Regions from separate parts of the Mus musculus genome. Here region 2 is linked to region 1. Evidence: chromatin contacts called from public HiChIP or PLAC-seq data. All regions are on one chromosome and are shown on one strand. The core of a region is the stretch at or near the end of the contact, and the rest is flanking DNA. Distances in the headings are between cores, read along the strand shown. Region 1 overlaps Eml4 (echinoderm microtubule associated protein like 4). Region 2 overlaps Kcng3 (potassium voltage-gated channel, subfamily G, member 3).

What was found. HiChIP or PLAC-seq counts read pairs in DNA pulled down with a chosen protein or histone mark.
Region 2: an H3K27ac HiChIP or PLAC-seq map of the HPC-7 cell line shows a contact between it and region 1, with 6 times the contacts expected there. The contact joins two enhancer-like sites. A contact is called at or near these places in 3 of 39 promoter capture datasets (the C10 cell line, stem cell-derived epiblast-like cells and trophoblast stem cells), 2 of 484 Hi-C or Micro-C datasets (both in embryonic stem cells), 1 of 115 datasets of contacts at active chromatin or transcription factors (the HPC-7 cell line) and 1 of 9 other capture datasets (embryonic stem cells).

Annotation. Positions count from the first base shown.
Region 1 is chr17:83,394,809-83,400,173 of GRCm38.p6, reverse strand. The region is part of intron 1 of Eml4 (echinoderm microtubule associated protein like 4); the gene reads right to left. Among named protein-coding and RNA genes, the nearest start is that of Eml4, 47 kb to the right of the region's middle. Within about 2 kb of position 2,228, at least 147 of the 459 cell types and tissues checked have an H3K27ac peak or open chromatin away from gene starts, as enhancers often do. A contact at or near this core is called in the HPC-7 cell line, where this site is marked.
Region 2 is chr17:83,607,436-83,612,800 of GRCm38.p6, reverse strand. All of the region lies in intron 1 of Kcng3 (potassium voltage-gated channel, subfamily G, member 3), which reads left to right. Among named protein-coding and RNA genes, the nearest start is that of Kcng3, 22 kb to the left of the region's middle. Within about 2 kb of position 2,765, at least 4 of the 459 cell types and tissues checked have an H3K27ac peak or open chromatin away from gene starts, as enhancers often do. A contact at or near this core is called in the HPC-7 cell line, where this site is marked.

The DNA of each region.
Region 1 (5,365 bases), core at 979-3,478:
TTTTTTTGTGAACGTGGGGTTGAGATCATTGTTACCAGGAAACTTTTCTCCCAAACTGTACTGTACTGTACTTAAATATGTCTAAGATTAACTGTCTAGTGTCAAGACTGGAAGTTTGAACTAGCACCAGCTACTGAGGAGCGCTGACCAGGGTCTCCTTCTTGCACAGAGAATCCTTCCTCTGCTGGCATGAGGCTTGGAGGGACCCCAAAGAGTAAAGTAAAATTATGTTATGGACTTTTTTGTTCAATTAAGTGAAAATCCTTCTGTAAACTTATAAATATGATATTCAATGCATATTACCAGTAACGAGAGGTATGGAATCATTACAAAGTACTCCAAGGCCTTCAAATACCTCCTCTTAAAGACACAACAAAATCTATAACTAATTTGCCAGTTAGTGGAACAGGGGGAAAAAAGGAGAAAGAGATACAGAAGTTTGTTTTTTCCCTACTGGCAGAGGCACTTCTTCATCACCCAGCAACTTACCTTTATTGTTTGACTATTAACCGGACTGGGTTGTCATTAAATACGTCTGCAGAGAGTCAGAAATGATGTAACTCTATATCAAAGAGTCAATGCCAATTTGCATTCTGCAATAGCTAAGATTAATTCCAGGAAATAACTGTAAGGAAAGCGTGCGCGCGCGCGCGCACACACACACACACACACACACACACACACACACACACACACACACACCACACACACACACACACACATACAGCACTGGTTGCTCTTCCAGAGGTCCTGAGTTCAATTCCCAGAAACCTCATGGTGGCTCATCTGTAATAAGATCTTCAGGTGTGTCTTAAGACAGCCACAGTGTACTCATACACATAAAATAAACAAATTTAAAAACAAAACAACAAACCAAAGGAAAAGGTCTATGCTGGAAACACAAATGCACATATAGACACACTCGGGCAGGGTTTAATGTTTCTTACTAATCTGAATATCTTATTTCCGAAGTAAAAATCTTCTAGAAGAAGAGTTTTTAACTAAATAATATTTTAAAACTCAGGTATTTTAAATTTGTAGTAATCAGTAATATTCATTACCTCTGTTTAACAATACAATGATAACAAAAGCAAGACTCCTTTCTGATTTTGAAAGTGAAATAATACTTTGGGTGGTTTAAATAAGGATGGTCCCCACAGGCTCATATATTTGAATACTTAGTTACCATGGGGTGACACTACTTAGGAGGTGTGGCCTTGCTGGAGGACCAGGTGCTCTCAGCTTCTTTTCCAGCACCTGCCTGCATGCTATCACACTCCCCACCATGAGCATAATTGACTAAACCTCTGAGACAGTACGGAAGCCCCTCATTCCAAGCTTTCTTTCAGAAGAGTTGTTTTGGCCATGGTTCACAGCAACAGAACACTGAGACACACTTATCTACTTTAAAAAAGACTGCTTTTCCCTTGTAAGCTATTGTCACTAAAAGTCATCTAGCATATAACACAAAAAATTGTGTTTAAGAAAATGAAAAAGGGGGATGGAGAGATGACTCAGCAGTTAGGAGCATTGGTTGCTCTTCCAGAGGTCCCCGAGTTCAATTCCCAGCAATCATGCGGTGGCTTGCAACCAATTACAATGGGATCTGATGCCCCGTCTTCTGGCACATAGGTATAATTGCAGATAGAGCATACATACATAAAACAAATAAATATCTTAATTAAAAAAAAAACATGAAAAAAGGTCATTTTACTACTGTAATCCAAGGATGGTACCTAGTTTCAAAAAAATAGTAACTATTCTATCATTAATCCAATACAAAATTTAAAATATGTGCAGATAATTCTGTTTCCATGAGGGCTTTGGTTGGACCTGACTGAGGATGAAATATACAATCTGATTTTTTAGGAGGCACTATTTTAAATTGCTGTCCACGAAAAGCTAGTGCTTTCTATTCTTTTCTCAAGGATAATAGTACATTACATAACTAACTTATGTAATATATTATTCTTGAGAAAGGATTAATATCTAATTAATATCTAAGAAGAGTATGCTTCTTAGGAGAAGAAAACCGTGTAGCACACACTTGTTATAAAGTGAGCAGTTTTAAGTACTCAGAGCACTTAGGCCAACACTTATGCCATTCTTTTCGGGCACACTTAAGAGTGCAGGGAAGAACAGGATCTTGATTAGTCCCCACCTCCAGCCTCTTTTGTTCAAGCAAGTCAAGTGTGACAGACAGGACTCTTCTACATACAGGAATCACACACTGAAGCCACTGGCAAGCTGTCTTCCGCTCTTAGCATTTCTGCCTGTTTCCTGCTGCCTTTCCGGACACTGCAAGAAAACCCCAGCTCAAAATCTCACGACATACTTGACATTCTGAGGAAATCCTCTCCATCCAGATGGCCTATCACAAAGCCCATCTAGGCTGACACAAGTAAAACATGCTTAAGACAGTCCCTCTCCTGTCCCTTTGCTCTCTGAGCTAAAAGTTTTCTGCTCATTGATAAAGTGACACAAAGAAGCTGAAGGAGAGCAAGCAAACAGGAAACAGAACTGCCTCAGGCCACAGAGACAGCTAACAGACGTGATTGCCACAGCCATGCGCTGGCTTGAGGCTGGTTGGAGGCTTGGGTGCTTCAGCTGCTCCTCATCCACAGCTTCAAATCCAAACCCAAGTTCTCCTTCTTCTGAAACTGCAACACAGTACCATTTCTATAAATACCACTTCAGAAGTACAAAAGTGATCATTTTTTTGGGTAGGAAATAAAAATAAACACTGTGCGTGCAGTGGCAGGTCACACTTCCTTCTTCCTTTTGCTTTTGTTTAAAATGAAACCCACTTGGAGCATAAAGAATAATCACTTTTCATTAATTTTAAAACCTAAATATTTAGACTATATATGATATAACCATTTCACTAATAAACATAATTAAGTCATTTTCAAAATTATTTTAAAATGTTACAAGCTATAGTAGTATCAATTAATCTATAAGATAAAACAATTCACGACTGCTTGTATACACTCATTTTAAACCATTGATGCTGACAAGTAACGTAAAGTCAGAGATATTTCAGTCTGTCTCACACCATGTAAAGCCAGGTGACAATGAATATAATGGTTTTTTTTTCATGTGAGAGGCTGTTATTACAGAGGCACCTCTGAAGGGGGGGGGGGAGTGGTGGTGAGGGGAAGAAGTGAGGAAGGGAGAAAGAGTTACAATGTATTTTTTGTGTGAGCACTTCTGAAGTCAACTAAACAACAGATTCACAAAAAAGTATTGAAGGTGGCAGAGGATTTTCTTCAATTTGTTACTTTAAAACTTTGTATTTACAAAAAACCTATACCAACCCAAAATAAACACAAGTAATATGACTGCTATAAACACATTCACACACAAAAAAATAGTTAATAAATGAACCGTAACCCAAACGGAACATGCAGAGCTGTGAAGGAGAGGAGACTACACAGGATCAATGAATCTGTAAGCTGATAGAAGTGGAATGTGGAAAACCACCTACATTTATTTCCAATAACCTTGTGGGAAAGTGGGAGCCTTTAAAAGAGTATTCTACAATAAGAATTCAGAAAGCAACTGTTCTGATTAACAACTGGTACAGATCATCAATAGGTAAGCAATGGAGAGACTAATGAGACTTAAGTGAGCTGCGGAGTGCGTCTGAGTCATCACAAATTAGGAAGCCTTCAGATTCTTAATAATGATTCCCAGGGAGCCAGAAGCAGTTGTATGTTAACTTTAACCTCCCAATTTCAGCTGGTTCTATAGTTCTTTAAACTGCATGATGACAGCCTCTTGAAGTTAAGAAGTGCTTTCTATCTAGGATTAGCAAAACCACTTCTTTCTCTTCTGCAGTATGACACAACCAACCTTTTTCTCCACATCAATTTGATAAGATAAGAGTACTAATAATTTACTTATAGATTATATTAGATTGGTAATTCTTTCTTCTCAAATAAATCTGAGTTTGGGCCAGAAAGCTAGGCTCCTACTCTTAGTTACTATGTTTGAGAACTATCTACTATCTACTTTGTTGGACATCCCTCCTGAAAGACCTATACAAACTCTTTCAAGTATATGAATACTGTATCTAAAAGTTGTTCAAGATGCCAAAGAAAAGGGCTGGTCTAGTGGCAGAGTATGGCATAGCACTAATTAGACTGATTGTGGATCAAAAGAAAAGGAGAAGTGGGCAGTGAAGGAAGAGGGGAAAGGAATGAGGGAAGGAAACCCAGGAGAAAGGAGGGAGAGCTGGAAACAGTGGCAAGAGAACAGGAGAAGAGGAAGAGAAGGAACAGAGGAAAGGGAGGAAGAGAGGGGAGGTAAGACGAGAGAAGGAAGAAGAAGGGGACAAGGTGCTGAAAGGAACTGTGACAGTTAGTTGCATGGTCATCACTGGAGACAAACCCTCTGGATGCCGGCATTTCTAAGCTGAGCTGACACAGGAAGACCCTTCTTCCCTGAGTGTAGGTGGAGCTACTTACACTCCATGGGCTGGGGTTCAGGATTAAATAAAAGGGAACAAGTAGACTTGAGTATCAACACTTCCCCCTGCTTCCTGGTTGTAGATGCAATGTGACCAGCTACTTCAAGATACTGTCATCATGCCTTTCCCACCATGACAGACCATAACGTCACATCAGGAACCCAAATAAACCCTGATTTTCACAAGCTGCTTTTGTACCAGAACCTAAAATGTTTTCATCCCCAGCAATCTGCTCATTAGAAATGAGAAATGAAAAGTGTAGTGCTAATACCCTACAGTGACGTGAGAGACTGGAACAGTCTCTTCCTCCCTGTCACCACAGACAGAGTCAGCTAAGGAAAGATCAGCAGAAGAATAACACATCTACTTAATCAACTTAATGTGAAAGAAGACCTTCATACCGAAGAGTCAAAGGCCCAAGGAAAACTCTTTTTTAATGAAGAATATACCCCGTCATTATGCTATTGGATGAAAAGGGTACGAGCTGAATGTAGCAAAGCCCATCCTTCTTTGTCTTAGGCCGGCCGGCCTGCCTGCCTGCCTGCCTGCCTGCCTGCCTGCCTGCCTTCCAGGTATATGACGGGATCACTTTGGAATAAGAGTCTTGTTATCTACTATGAAGTAAGATTGGCCAGAATTTCTCCATGGTCAGATCTTATACAGAAAGGTGGGGAGAAAGTTACAGGTAATTATAAGCATTATGGGCTGCTTTGGAGAAAGGGGATTAGTCCTAGTTTTCCCTTTTTTGTGGGGGTGCAGGGGAGAGAAAGGCTGTTTTTTTCCTCAGCTCACAAGTTACTGTCCATTATTAAAGGGAAACCAAGGCAAGAACTGCATATGCTTCCCCTGGCTTGCTCAGCTAACTTTCCTATACAGCTCACACCCATCTACCTA
Region 2 (5,365 bases), core at 1,516-4,015, 210 kb before region 1:
GAACTCGGGACCTCCGGAAGAGCAGTCGGCACTCTTAATCACTGAGCCATCTCTCCAGCTCCCAGCAGTGGCACTCTTACAGAGTGGGGGGTTCTCTGTGCTTTTTATTTCTCTCTCCCTTTTTCATTTTTATATCTTTTTTTTTTTTTTTTTTTTTTTTTTTTTGGTTTTCGAGACAGTGTTTCTCTGTGTATAGCCCTGTAGCCCTGGCTGTCCTGGAACTCACTCTGTAGACCAGGCTGGCCTCGAACTCAGAAATCCACCTGCCTCTGCCTCCCAAGTGCTGGGATTAAAGACGTGTGCCACCACGCCCGGCAACTACCCTGCTTTTTTTTTTTTTTTTTTTTAAAGATTTATTTATTTATTATATGTAAATACACTGTCTTCAGACACACCAGAAGAGGGAGTCAGATCTTGTTACGGATGGTTGTGAGCCACCATGTGGTTGCTGGGATTTGAACTCTGGACCTTCGGAAGAGCAGTCGGGTGCTCTTACCCACTGAGCCATCTCACCAGCCCCCTACCCTGCTTTTTTAAAACACATTTATTTCTATTTTGTGTGTATGGTTATTTTGGCTACATGTATGTCTCTACACTATATGTGTGCAGTGCTTGAAGAGACCAGAAGAGGGCATCCATTCTCTTGGAACTGGAGGTTGTGAGCTACCATGTGGTTGCTGGGAATTGAACCTGGGTCCTCTGGAAGAGCAGTCAGTGCTCTTAACCCGGAGATATTTCTCTAGCCCCTATAAACTATTGCACAATGGTTAGAGGCTTACCTAGTCATTTTCATATGTGCATGCACACACATATGTGTGGGCCTGTTTACATGTGTGCAGGTTAAAGGTCCGCCTTGGACATCTTCCCTCAGGAGCTGTCCACCTTGCTTTGTTCTGGGGAAAGGCATTGAAACCATCCTGTTCTTCAGAGACAAGTCTGTCACAGGAACCTAGGGCTCGCCGACAGGGCTAGGATGGCTGACCCTTGAGCTCCAGGGGTCCTTTTAATCGGCCAGTGCTTGGCTTTGTCCTTAAAGCTGAGGCTCTCATTTCGGTTTTGCTGCTTATAGAACAAGTACCTTCCTCGCTGATCTCTAGCCTGACTGTTTACTTATTTCCGAAAATGCTTTTTGTTTGAGATAGTCTTGTCATGTAGCCCTGGATGACCTGTCTATGGCTGTGTAGCCCAGGCTAGCCTCAAGCCTAATACTTCTGCCTGCCTCGTGTACTTAGCTTCTTACTGTTTTCTTTTTACCTTTTAAAAGATTTATCTATATCTTTATTATATATGTATGAATGTTTTCCCTGCATGAATGTATGTGTGCGGTGTGCACGCCTGGTGCCCACAGAGTTTAGAAGAGGATGTCTGATCCCAGGAGCAGGAGTAATGGATGGTTGTGCAGCCACCACACGGTGCTGAGAATAGATCCGGGGTCTTATGCAAGAGTAACACACGCTCTAAACTGCTGAGCCATCTCTCCAGCCCCTTAATTGTTTTTAAATAACACCCAAATCCCCCAAACACATTTCATTTCATCCTAAGTATTCACTAGACTGATAAAACAGCTAGATTCACAAGTAATAAATTTTTTATAGCATTACTGCATTTAAATATGTTACTAAATCCCATTATAAGAAAATGTAGTGCTGGGTGTGATGGTACACACTTTTAATCCCAGCACTTGGGAGATGGGCATAGAGATCTCTGAATTTGAGGCTAGCCTGGTCTATAGGATAAGTTTCAGTACAGGAAACCCTTGCTTTTTTTCTTTTTTCTTTTTCTTTTTCTTTTCTTTTTTCTTTTTTTCCCGAGACGGGGTTTTTCTGTGTGGCCCTGGCTGTCCTGGAACTCACTCTGTAGACCAGGCTGGCCTCAAACTCAGAAATCCACCTGCCTCTGCCTCTCAAGTGCTGGGATTAAAGGTGTGCGCCACCACATCCAGCTTTTTTCTTTTTTATATATTTTTTCTTTTCTTTTTTTTTAAAGATTTATTTATTTTATGTGAGTATATTGTTGTTGTCCTCAGACACACCAGGAGAGGGTGTCCAATCCCATTTGTGAGCCACCATGTGATTGCTGGGAATTGAACTTAGGACCTCTGGAAGAGCAGCTTTCTCTCTCTCTCTCTCTCTCTCACACACACACCCCAAGAAAAGTGAATTTCTTAAAGGGGGGCAACGGGAATAAGTGGCTAAGGACCCGTGCTTTTCTTGACGAGAACCTGTTTGGTTTCCTAGCACACAACTTGAGCTCCATGGGGTCTGAAACACTTCTGGCTTCCTTAGGTACCTGCATTCAAAAACACATGCCCACAGTCAGGTGGACAGACAGACAGACAGACAGACATACAGACACACACACACAGACACACACACACAGACACACACACACACACAGTTGCTGTCTACAGTGGGAACAAGCTGACTGCAGACACAGGAAACTAGCTGGGGGTCAACAGTCAGGCTCTGCAGGAGTCATGCTTAGGACTGGACCGGAAAGCCTGATGTTAGTCACCAAGAAAGGTGGATATGTGCATGGAGAAGGAGACTTGAGACAGACATGCCCTGCCTCTTGTTTGGGACAAGCAGACAGCAGCCCAGGCGACTGTGACTATAATCATGATGTTAGCTTTTATCTGGTGACAGTTGGGTGTCAGCTCTACTCTGTACTCAAATGGATCTTGCTACTTGTGTGTGCTGTGCTTTTGGCTGGTGGTTTCTGAAGATCCACCCTTGGTTGCTTTAGTCCTGTTGCTCAGGGCCTGTGGTTGGGCAGAACTGGGGTGGTGAGTGGTGGGGGAGGGGGCATGGGCAGGGAGCATTTGGGCAGGGAGCACCTTACTGTTTGAGTCCCTAATAGGCTTGTGTGTTTGAACACTTGGTTCCCAGGTGATGATGCTCATTTTGGGGGAGACTGTAGAACTTTAGAAAGTCAGCCTCGCTGGAGAAAGGGGGTGACGGGGGTGGTGGGTCCTTAGGGCTGTGTTAGCCCTGCTCCTTTCTCTCATGTGCTCCAGTTCCTGGTCTGTCAGATGACTAAGGAGCCACCTCCTCATGACCTTGCTGCCTTGAGCTTCGTCACGGCTTCTGCACATGGTGTATGGCCTCCCCCCAGTCTGAGCCACATGAACCCTCTTCCCCTGAACCATCACTGCTGCTTTATTACAGCCATGAGAAAAAAGAACTAATACAGAGCTTGATTGATGGACCTCCTCCTCCCCCCTCCCCCCTCCCCCTCCTCCCCCTCCTCCCCCCCCTCCCCCTCCTCCCCCTCCCCCTCCTTCCCCCTCCCCCTCCCCCTCCCCCTCCTCCTCCTCCTCCTTCTTCTTCTTCTTCTTCAAGTCAGGGCCTCTTCCTAGCCCAGGCTATATACAAGCTCACTACATAGTCCAGGCTAGCCTCACGCTTACAATCCTCTGCCTCTACCGAAGTACAGGTCACGTGACACCTGTAATTCTCATGCCCTGTTTAAACTGTTTTTATATGCATATTGGAACTGTCTACAGAAGTGTCCTCCACCCCAGCCTCTGAAGTATTATTGATGTCTTGATGTCTATAGTGAGTACCTAATATTACAGAAATTAAATGAAAATATTCTGAATTGAACTCTGGATGCGTTATTGATCTGTAGTTAGAAAATGGCAAGTGATACCAGTCAAAATGACTTCATTTTTAAAAATCACTCTTTTGAAGTTTATTTTCTACATTTATAGCTACAGTATTTATATCTGCATACATATTCTGCAGTTGCTCCGTAGCCATAAAGCTATAGTTGGAATCAAAATGGTAAAATGTTATTAAAGAAAAGCGTTGGTATCGGTTTTTATAAGATCTTGTTTGAAGAGGGGAGTGGGTGACATCCCTTCTTGTTGTGATTCTTTTAGGAAGGAATTGCCATTTAAATGCAGAGGGCACAGAAAAGGAAGGGGCAGTCCTGGCTTGAAGGTTTCTTACTGCATCCTGGCATCCTCCAGGGTATAATACCTGTATGCGGAGCACCGTGGGAGGAGCCAGGAAGTTGCTCCTGGGCGAGATGGAGAATGAGGTCTGAGAGGACACTCGCTGGTGGTCTGGGTTTTTGTGGCTTCTCTAGGAATCCTTTTAGAACCACAGATTTGGAGTTGTGCACCATGGCTGCCCACCTAACCTAGAACATGGCGGTCTTCTGAAACCCAGGCTTCGGCTTCGTTGAAAGATTGCTCCTAATTCTTGGTCAGTCAGACAGACGCAGTGTTCCTGGTTCTTAGGCACCGCTCCAGAGGTAAGGACAAGACGACCCAGGCTTTCTGTGGGAAGGTCATACGCCAGCCAAAGGATGGGGTTGACGACATTCCTGAGTGAGGTCTGCTCCTAAAAGATGATTACTGCTTTCACAGCTCTTACAAAAGCCAAGGGAGGCCGGCAGGATGGCTTAATGGGCAAAGTGCTTATGGTACATGAGCCTGGGCTTGAGTCCCAGGACCCACGTAAAGGAGGAAGGAGGGAAACCACTCTGAAGAGGAGAAAATGATCCAAGTGGCCGTGCCATGAAGTACGATTCTGAGTGGGCTTTGCTCTCCTCACTGCCCTTGCACTTTACAGAAAGCCCCACGGGCTCTGCCTGGCTTCTTTCAACCCTCACCACTCCATAGGCCATCTAAGACAGCATGGCTATGCTGTGTGTGCACCGCCAGCCAGCCAGCCAGCCAGAGTCTCGTCAGAGACTGCTCAGTGTCCTCCTCTTACTTCATGTCTAGCATCTGCTAGTATGGCCTTGAGTTTCCCTGGTGAGCACTGGTGCATCCTGACTGACAGCATTGCCAGCCATCCCACAGCCGTCCCTATCCTGAGTGTTCCCACAGCCCTCTTGCTTCCCACTTCACAGGCCGGCCACCGGGGCTGGCACATAGTAATCACTGACGAAATGCTGAGGGAGTGGTGGATCCATCTGCTGTCAGATCTTTAATGGAGTCCCTGTGTCTTTAAGGAAGGCTACAACTTGACCTTCAAGTCTCTCTGCTCCTCGAGCATTGATGTCTTCCTTTTGTACATCTTACTTGGCCACCAAGGACTAGGGGGTGCCCTGAGGTACGCTGCTCACTTCATAGCTCCTACGCTTTGCATTTCCCATGGTCATTATATGCTTTGGAGTCTTCTCTGTCTGTCTCTTTCTCTCTCTGTATCTGTTTCTCTCTCTCTCTCTCTCTCTCTCTCTCTCTCTCTCTCTCTCCCTTTCTCTCCCTCCCTTCATTAATACTGTTCTAGTCCCCAACTAGCCTCTCCCCAAACTGAGGTGTCCATGGCCAAGTACCCAAGCTATGCCTGGGGCCTGTTGCCTGTTTCCTCATCTGGAAAATAGATATGGCACCATGACAGCAGGAAATTAG